Regions from separate parts of the Mus musculus genome. Here all the other regions are linked to region 2. Evidence: chromatin contacts called from public HiChIP or PLAC-seq data. All regions are on one chromosome and are shown on one strand. The core of a region is the stretch at or near the end of the contact, and the rest is flanking DNA. Distances in the headings are between cores, read along the strand shown. Region 1 has its middle 57 kb from the start of Gm1720. Region 2 has its middle 24 kb from the start of Tmsb4x. Region 3 has its middle 42 kb from the start of Gpm6b.

Region 1 (3,423 bases), core at 895-3,394, 520 kb after region 2:
AAGCACTAAAGGAGATCTTTATAAATATCACCTCTATCTTTGTCACCCATAACCACCTTTGAGTTTTCTGCTATATACAAAATGGCCACCAAATGAGGCAGAAAAGGTGAATAGAGAGTCCTTGTTCTCTCATCCTCCTCTTAGGGACTTTAGACACTGGGGAAAACATGAGAAAATTTTTGAAGTACGTAGTCATAGTCCCATGTCAGAGAAGACAATTGTCTATGGTCCTGTGAAATGTGTAACAGTGCAATGAGTTGGCCCCAAAGGGAAGGCAATCTGGTTCTTTCTACAGCTAGTGCACTTGAGAAATAGATATCCTTTGCTGACAGTGACACTGAAAGTTCTTATTGGGAGCCTTCCACTTACACTGCAAATGCCTTCTGCCAGTCTTGCAAGTCAAAGTGACCTGTACTAAAGGAATTCTATTTATGATACAAACTGTTCATAAGAGGAAGTACTGAAAGCATGGGCAGAAAGCAAAAATGATTCTTGCATTCCTTTTTAAAGTTATCACAGAACATCATATATTCAACTCATTGTAAGAGGCAGCTGATGCTCATTGGGGGATAAGGTGGGTGATGAGAAGGGTATTGCCCATTATCATACTACTTACTATTGATTAGAGTCTTTCTGGAAAAAAATAGCAAAAGACTAAGTGGGGCAAAGAAAGATTTCTGGATGTATTATCTAGAATTTTCTCCTAGGCTCTTTATCCCTTTCGCTTATATGAGCTGTTTTACAACTCAGTGCATTATGCAAGAACAATAACAATCCAAGTTATGCTTGTTCATACAAATACAAACAAATGTGTTCAGGCAATACTGTTGATCTTGCTCTATGAATATTGACCTGCTGTGTACCTGTTAATAAATTTGCCTCAATATTCTTTGTTGTCTATCTATACTCCCTGTATGCTTGCATTCTTTTCCTTCATGATTGTTTTTTTTAATTTGTGACATCATGCTTATGTCCTTTTTAATTAATGTAATTATTATATAATTGTTTGGGATTTATGGTTTTATGTAACACCTAATGCATAATGAAATGGGATTAGAATCACCATGGAAACACAGCCCAGGGTAAATCTAGGAGGGGGTTTCTAGAACAGTTTAAGAAAGAAGACCCAACCACAATATGGGCAGAACTGCTGGTCCCTTCTACAGCCGGTGCACTTGGGAAACAGATGCTACAATCCAAAACAACCCCTACCTCAAGTTGCATTTTATCAGAACGAGAACAGTAACTACTATTTCTTTCAAAATTTAACTGGCTCAAACATTTTGCTAAATTGGATATTAGTTTTCAGAAAATTGTCAGGTTATAATTTCCCTGTAGGACATGAGTCAGATTTTTTAATTATTTTTCAATATTATCCTAGGCTTTTATTTTAAATGAACATGTATATTCATGCACATGATTGCTATTCCTTATCTCTGCACTCTTGAGCCTACTAGTTACCTTATTAACTCTTTCTTAGGCAATGCCTACTAAATATATACATGATACCATCTTTTTAAATCAAATGTGTGTGCTTGATATAACATAGTACCTGATGAGCAATAAAAACATTGTTAACCCTAAGATTTCAACCCAGAAACAGCATAATAGTATTTAAACTTATTCTTAGATAAATATAATAGACTATATTAATCAAAGGTCTCAGAGCTGCCTGCACATCTTAGGATGGGATAATAAGAAAAATTACTCAGGATGCTTTGATGTTGGATGTGGGGAAAGCCTACAAACTAGAGAGAAAAAAGAAAGCTCGCTAAGTCTTGAGAGAGAGCCCAGAAACACAGCAAGATAAAATAAGAGCTGGTGGAGATGCTCTGGCGCCAAGTAGAAAAGAGGAGCTGCGGAGTTTTAAGCATGAAGTGTATGAATATTTCATTGTAAGTTGTTTGCTATACCAGCACACACACACACACACACACACACACACACACACACACTGTCCATGGCATTCAGTAAAGTCTATTAGAGCAAAGGCCTTGATCTGGGAACACATGGTTGAAGGATCAAATAAGGCCACTCAATCTGGAACTTAGTAATCATGAAATCATGCATAAGGGTGAAGAGCAAATAAAGGTTAAGGATTTAGCAGAACCATGGTGGCTTAAAACAGGGGGTACATGACTGTCAAAGTTAAAGTGAGAACTTTCACTTCATCCTACTACCAAGTAAACAGAAAGTTTAGGGACTTCCCAGTGATGACAATTTTTCATGCAAATAGCACCCTTTCACAATCATATGTCTCTATGCAAATGAAGCCTTTAATATTTCTGCCCTCCTGTAAGGGAAAAAAAGTCTTTCCATCCTTAGTACTTTGAAAGCACTTTAAACATATTTAAATCTAACATTAATGTGTCCATGTTATAAATACATGTGTTACATATGTGTAGGTATAATACATGTTTTTAAATGGGTGCTTGTGTGAACGTACACACATTTCATATCTTTTCTTTCCTTAATGAGGATAGAAGCTCATTGAGGTAGAAACTATTTCTTCATTTATTTGTCTTCATCACGTCAAAATATCCCACAGGGCCTGGAGCCTCAAGAAATGTCTATCTATTGACTTAGAAAGCCACCTTTGACTCAATTCTCCTTCACTTCACTCTCCCTCATCAGTAAGACCAGAAACTCTAGTCACCAAAGGACTAGTTAGTCCTTTCTAGCTAGTCATAGGCAATGCCACATAACTAAAACCTTGCTGGCTTCTCCCAGGCCCAGGATGGAGATGTGGTCTCAACTGGTAAGTTTCTGTAGGTTCTTGAGTTTCAGGGACCATCATCTAAAGTGGTTCCCTTGGTTCTTCTCATGCATTCAGCCTATCTCTTCCGTATCCCTTCTCCTCCCCAGTAAGTTTCTTTAACACTTTTCTGTTCTTTGTCCACATCGCATCTCCCCATCTCTTATTTAGGTTCTATGTGCGTAATTCCCTGTCCAGTGGGGGGAAAATCACATTTGTTCATTTAGCCACCCACACAGCAATTATTTCTTCAGTACTTCTATGTAGTATAACCTGATCCTTGCTCTCAGAGAATTTACAATCTCATGAAGGACTCAAGCATTAATCAACCAAATGCTCAAAGCAGTGAATGGTTATAAACCTAACAAGAATATATGATGATTAATTTTCATTGGCAACTTGTTTGGATTAAGTGAGGCCTGAGTAATTAGTAAGGTATACTGTAGAGTCTATCTATGAAGGCATCTCCAGAGACGATTAACTGTGGGAACAAGACTCACCCTGAAGGTGGGTAGCACTACTGAATGGTATGGGGTCTCAGACTAAATAAAATGGGAGAGCCAGCTCTCTGCTTCCTGGTCTGACAAGATATAAGCACGCAGCTTCATGTTCCTGTTGCACACAGCTGCAAGTGCATCTGGCCACTGTTATGTCTTCTACACTATAAA
Region 2 (3,165 bases), core at 331-2,830:
GTTATCCTCTGCTGCGACTGAAGGAAATGTCTGGTGACTTAATAGGGAATATTGTACTTTCAAAGGCATTAAATCCCGTGGGTATAATTGAAACAATTACTTTCTGATCTTGAAAGAATTTCTACCTTCAAAACAGCAAAGCTTATCCAACCAAAGTTGGCTACTCTGGAGATATTATTTACATTGGAAAACAACATTAAATATGCATATGTATATACCAATAGTCACGTGTACACGTGTCTACCTGTAGATGGAGATGGCCATCATTAACTGTCTAGTAAGTATAAATAAAAGGGGCTAGAGAGTGGCTCAGTGATTAAGAGTATTTGCTGCTCTTGAAGATGACCAGGGTTCCATTCCTTGCATGCAGATGGCAGCTTGCAGCCATCTGTGACTCCAGTTCCAGTGGATCCGATGCCCTCTGTAGGCACCAAGTACATAAGTGTGCATAGACATGAATGCACAGTTGCACATATGTGTGTACATGTGTGCACATGGATGTAGAGGCCATAGGGAAGCCTCAGTTGTAGAAGTAGACAAGTTCAGGGTCATAAGCACTGGCATGGTGGTTTTGGGGTGTTAGAAAGTGAGATTTTCTCACTGTGGCACTGCTAAGATCTTGGATGACATTACTCTTTATTAGGGATTAGAAGGATCTGTCCTATACATTTTGGGATTTTCCACAGCATTTGAGTCTTGCTGCTGCAGGCCAGTAGGGCCCTCCCTTTTGCAGCTTATATACATTACATAGAAGGAAAACATATACTAAATTCTTAGTGTGGAAGTATGGGTCCGACGGCTATGATTTGAGAGTGGCTGGCTTTAGCCTTAAAACTTGCAAAATTAAGGGGCTATGTGCCTCCACCAAAGCAACTGCTTTGCCTAGGGGAGAAAAGGAGAAAGTTGCTGGTGCTGAGAAGTGAATGCTTCTGGAGATGCAATTTCTACTACTTTGGATTGACCTTGGTGAATGCTGTATTCACACCCAGTCAGGGGATCCCATTTGTGCTCAAAGAAACGGTCACCCACACGTGAACTGAGAATCCTAGAAGCATCATGAAAGCCTTTGTAAAGATCACATCTGCAGTGAAAAGTGTGAGGTGATCAACATCTCAGACTCAGGACTCAGTCAAGGGCATCCTCAAATTTACCACATACCTATATTTTCCCATGGATGATGGGGCTTTATAAAAATAAAAGGTCCTAGCTCAGTCGGTAGAGGCCTGCCTAGAATGCACAAAGACCCATGTCCCATCCCTACACATAAACTAGATGTGGCACAGACCAATCATACCAGCACTTGGCAGCAAGGGGTGGAGGTAGAGGCAGGAGGATCAAGAGCTCAAGGTCATCGTCAGAGTAAGGTAAAAAGGCCATCCTGAGTCAAACAAAAAGACCAAAGACAAGGTACACTGCCATCAGATCAGATCAGGAGTGTCTTTCTCTCATGGCTACCTCATTTTGATATAGTTGAAGGAGCTCAATTTGTCTACGGAGACTAAGGTAAAATAAGGAGCCTAACTTAGTCAGGCTTTGTTTTTCAGAGGAACCTAGCCACTCTTATGAATCGATACCAAGGACTGCCAGCAGATGGCAGTAAAGGTCCGCCTAGTGCTCTAGCTTTGGGCTAGCCAGGCGTTCAGGGTGTGGTATCTTCATTGTTGATTTTGAAACCTGGCCCCTCACCTGCCTGAAATCTGCCAGGAAAAAAAAAAAAAAAAGGTTAAAAGCCACATTCCCACTGTATCAGAGAGCACTCCTAAACAGGGTAGTGTTCGGGAACCTCGCCCTACACAGTCAGATAAGCCGTCTACGTGGATCCAATTCAGACCTTAACAAGTAAACTCCAGTGCAAATTTTCTATTGGCTCCCAGTGATGTCACTTGCTGCGGCTGGGAGGCTGGGAGAACTGGTTTTCTTAGTGTGGGGAACCTTTGTTCTCTGCAACACCCACCTGGAACCCTGGGGCCTCACTGTGAAGCCAGGGCCCCCAAGGTATCTGGATACAGCACACTGCTTTGCTCCAGCACACCTAGAGTGCCTAAGAAATGGAAGTGCAGAGCAAGGGTTAGGTGAATTCACGGTACAGGAATGACTCTCACCTGGGCTCCATGAAACTCAGTCCCTAAGCCAAGCCAGGCTTTGTGGAGCTTTAAGTCACTCACTTGATATTAGTTCTCCCCCTGGGATGGATGGAGTTCTTAAAAGGCCCAGAGTGGTTCCAGGCCTTCTGGATTGGTTCCTGGGTTCATTAAATCACCTCACCCTTTAACCACTTTAGACTCTTTACACCTCGGGCACATTTAAAATAATATGCAAACCTTAATGAGGCAAGGGTAGAAGAATAGAAGGCCTATTACTATACAAAGTTGATTTCTGCCTCCTCCTAAACTGCCACAATTAACACTGTTCCCAAAAGGTCAACTTGATTATTTGCTTTGTCCCTTTCTGAAAGAAGCACTTGTGTCTGGCTTGTCTTTAAATATCTGCAGGTCATCTAAGAGGAAGTCCGTGGTGGTGGTACTTTTGTAGGACCTGGCCATTTGTTTACATCCAAGCTCTTTAACCCTCTACAGCTGCAGGTGGAGAATCCGTGGTTCTTCATGCTCTGCCTGGACTTCACGCTCCATTTAGCTCAGCAGTGACCCAGGTGAGCCTCTGGCCACAATGACAGCGCCATTGCCCCTCCACTACTAATAATGTGGCGGCTGTAGTTGAACTTGCTGTTAAGTCCAACAGTTCTCTTGGGTAGTTAGACTAACTGTAGCCCTTAGAGGTGGAAGAGTCGGGCATGACTGTGAGGGTGTGGGAGAAGGAGCCCAAAGCTAGTTGCCAATACACTGAGCTGACAACATGGCCTGGCCGCCCCGCTCAAAAGCTGGGTGAGCTTATTTACAGAGCTCGTCACCGCCTCAAAGCTTCACTTTGTTCACCTCTACTATCAAGGAAGAAAAAACATTCCTGAGGCTTTTCTTAAAGGAGGGCTAAACCTGAGGTGCGCTGAGAAGTGACAGTGACTGACTTGTGGGGTGGGGAGAAGCCCTTTGCAGTGCTTGCCAATTTTCTCAGCGCACGTGCCCCCTCGTGAGAGGACAGTCTCTTTCTTGCCCAAGCTCGGCTTTTGCTGCCTTCCTTGGCTCCCATACCTGGCTTTCAGCACTTCTG
Region 3 (3,034 bases), core at 158-2,657, 930 kb after region 2:
ATGCTTGCTTGCTGCCACCATCCCCACCAAGACAGACACTTTCTCCCTTTAAAACCAAAGCCAAACAAAAGTATCCTTCTGTAAGTAGTTGCCTTGATTATGGTGTTTTTATCATAGTGATAGAAAAGTAACTAATGTAGAAGATTTGGGGCAGACTCAACAGCAACAGAAAACAATTGAATGGGCTGATTTTGCATAAACATCCCCAATGTTAATAATAAGTTCAAATGGTGTGGTCTCTCAAAAAATCTAAGCAAAGCTTACATTGAAGCCAAAATAAGAACTCTGATCTCTGTGTGCCATTCTAGATGTGTATTTTCTGTAACAAGGAGTCTAGTGGGTGGATTAGATGTACCTAGCACACGTCATCTCCCAAACTCCACATTCTGCAAAAATGCTTCCAGTTTGTTCACAAGTGAAACGTCAGCACTGAGGAAAATTCAAGCAGGATGACAGATTTTCCAGGAAGTGAGAAGTTCTTCATGGAAATTGAAATCACTTTCCAGTATGTTTTAAAGTACTATTGGAACAAGTCATCAAGATGATGGGAAATGCTTTGTGGTAAAAAAAAAAAAAAAAAAACAAAAAACCAAAAAACCAAAAAAACAAAAAACTCTTTTAGACAATAGCTGAAAATTCTAGATTTTTCAAATAAAAGCCCAACACTTAAATGGAGTTAGGTTTACAAGGTTTATTCCATTTTGACTTTAGAAGGTTGTCTTCACAACCGAACGGAAGTGAATGGAACTGTGAAACTTTTAACTCAGCTCCAAAGCAAGTCTAGGCTTCTCCCCATCCCCATCTATTTCATTTATTTCTGTTAATAGAACATGAATTAGATATGTAAATCAGTTCTTACTAAAAGGAAAATACAGGCTCTTAGTCATCTCTCCTTAGATAAAATTGTCTGGTGTTGGTTATTAACCAGCCCACAAGTAAAAGATTAACTTTTAAAATATGACGGTTGCATAAGAGTTTTCCTTACCCCTTGGGTCAAACGAGGGGAAATTCCATGACCTAGAAAGCAATGTATGCTGTTTCCACAGAAAACATTCTGTTTCCACAGTTTGGCAATAAGCATTCTTGGACAACTAATATCTTTCCATTCTCACATTTATTCAATAAAGCAATTCACTGCATAATTCCCCAAAGTGATTATTGATTTACACATAAAATAAGACATCCAACCCCCCTCCCATTTCTGTGACCCCTGGGAAACATTTCTTACTTTAATTCTAAAGACATTCCAAAGTGGTTAATCACATGTATAAGTAAACAGTATGCTTGGAAATGTGGAAAATAGAAAGATGCTTGATTCCCAAAATGCTGTCTTCAGAAGCAACAGATACAGTGTTTGGGAGGCCAGCAGATGACTCTCCAGATGGATTTGACCAAAAGTCATGGTGGTCATGGTCCCAAAGACATTAGGAATTCATCACATGGTTAGGGCATAAACTAAACATGGTACATACATACCCACACAATGCAATACTGCACCACAGGAAGGAATGAAATAGAAGCTACTGTGCAAACAAACCTCAAAACTGCTGTGCCAAGTGAAGGAAGTCAGACACAAAAGATCACCTATGATATCATTTAAAATAAACATCCTGAATAAGAAAACCTATAGAAACAGAAATAAAATGAGTGATTGCTTAGAAGCAGGGAGAAGACACGATGGATGCCAGTGAGTGAGGATAGTTTTTCTTTTTTTGAGGTACTGGAGATAGAACCCAGGGCCTCAAGACTATCAGACAAGTACTCTACCACTGAGCCATACTCCCAGTCCTTTCTTTTAGGAGAAAAAAAAGTTCTAAAATTAGCCTGTGGTGGGGCTTGGTAGAATGAGCTTAGTGGTCAAGAGCTCATAGCACTCTTGAGGACCTGAGCTGGAGTCCCCAGCACCTGCATCAGTAAGCTTACAACAAACTACAACATCAGCCCCAGGAGAGTCTGACACTTCTCAGCTCCGTGAGCACTTACATTCATGTGCATGCACCCTTACCCCCCCACATTATTAAAATGATAAAAATAAATCTTAAGAAAGTAAAATTAAACCATGATGATAGTGACACAACCTTGTGAAAATCATCAAACCCAGGGAGTTGTACACCTTAAATGGGTGAATTATGTGGTGTATAAATTCCATTTTAATTGTTTAAAAAATGGAGTTGTGACAAAATGGGGGACCCTCAGTTTGTAATTTCTAGTTTTCTGATTAATTTTCATGTTGAAACAATTGTTCTTTTTTTTTAACTCCTCTCAAGACATAGTAACCTTCTAAGATTTAAAACAAAACAAACAAACAAACAAACAAACAAACAAATCCTTTTGCTGTTTTGAGGTTACTTTAGCCTTTAAGAGGGGATGCCAAAATGTGATAGAGCCAGGCACTGTAATTACAGCATCTGAGAGCAAGAGGGATCCAAATTCAAGGACAAACTGGGCTACAAAGTGAGACCTTGTCTCAAGGGGGCAGGAAGTGCTAAATGTCATTATAGTTCTGATAAATGCTTCACCAACTGAGCTAAATGTCATTATAGTTCTGATAAATGCTTGTCCTCACAACTGGACAGCCAAGGTTGGTACAATGTTATTAACCCACATGATGTGCATGTGTGAGTTGGCAGCTGGGGAAGGTTCTGATGATGTACTTGTAGAGATCCCAGGGGCGGACACAGGATGTCCTGCTCTACTTCCTTAGGAGAGAGGGATTGCACTACTACTTTCTACTGTATTCCCTCAAGACAGGGCCTCTCACTGAACCTGAAGCTAGGCTGATGATTGGCAAGCCCCATCAATCCTCTTGTCTCTACCACCGCTTGGATTACAGGCATGCACATGACCTTTGTCTTCATTTAGTAGGTCAGAAGAGGGCATCATATTCTGTGGAACTGGAATTACAGATGGTTGTATGGGCACTGGCAACTGTACTTAGGTCCTATGTAAGAGCAGCGAGTGTTCTTAATTGCTGAGCCATCTCTCCAGTTCACTATGTGTCAGTTTTGAGAGTGACAGGAATATTTGCAATAAT

What was found. HiChIP or PLAC-seq counts read pairs in DNA pulled down with a chosen protein or histone mark.
Region 1: a contact with region 2 is called in an H3K27ac HiChIP or PLAC-seq map of bone marrow-derived dendritic cells, with 7 times the contacts expected there. The contact joins two enhancer-like sites. A contact is called at or near these places in 1 of 15 datasets of contacts at CTCF or cohesin (large pre-B cells), 6 of 484 Hi-C or Micro-C datasets (the AtT-20 cell line, bone marrow-derived macrophages, embryonic fibroblasts and 2 more), 3 of 115 datasets of contacts at active chromatin or transcription factors (bone marrow-derived dendritic cells and embryonic stem cells) and 2 of 9 other capture datasets (bone marrow-derived macrophages and embryonic stem cells).
Region 3: a contact with region 2 is called in a FOXA1 HiChIP or PLAC-seq map of pancreatic cancer cells. The contact joins two enhancer-like sites. A contact is called at or near these places in 2 of 15 datasets of contacts at CTCF or cohesin (large pre-B cells and pro-B cells), 3 of 484 Hi-C or Micro-C datasets (the HPC-7 cell line, bone marrow-derived macrophages and cerebellum) and 2 of 115 datasets of contacts at active chromatin or transcription factors (embryonic stem cells and pancreatic cancer cells).

What each region holds. Positions count from the first base shown.
Region 1 is chrX:166,717,017-166,720,439 of GRCm38.p6, reverse strand. No RefSeq gene overlaps it. Among named protein-coding and RNA genes, the nearest start is that of Gm1720, 57 kb to the right of the region's middle. Within about 2 kb of position 2,144, at least 13 of the 459 cell types and tissues checked have an H3K27ac peak or open chromatin away from gene starts, as enhancers often do. A contact at or near this core is called in bone marrow-derived dendritic cells, where this site is marked.
Region 2 is chrX:167,232,051-167,235,215 of GRCm38.p6, reverse strand. No RefSeq gene overlaps it. Among named protein-coding and RNA genes, the nearest start is that of Tmsb4x, 24 kb to the right of the region's middle. Within about 2 kb of position 1,580, at least 87 of the 459 cell types and tissues checked have an H3K27ac peak or open chromatin away from gene starts, as enhancers often do. A contact at or near this core is called in bone marrow-derived dendritic cells and pancreatic cancer cells, where this site is marked.
Region 3 is chrX:166,300,939-166,303,972 of GRCm38.p6, reverse strand. It overlaps a transcript of Gpm6b not described here. Among named protein-coding and RNA genes, the nearest start is that of Gpm6b, 42 kb to the left of the region's middle. Within about 2 kb of position 1,407, at least 11 of the 459 cell types and tissues checked have an H3K27ac peak or open chromatin away from gene starts, as enhancers often do. A contact at or near this core is called in pancreatic cancer cells, where this site is marked.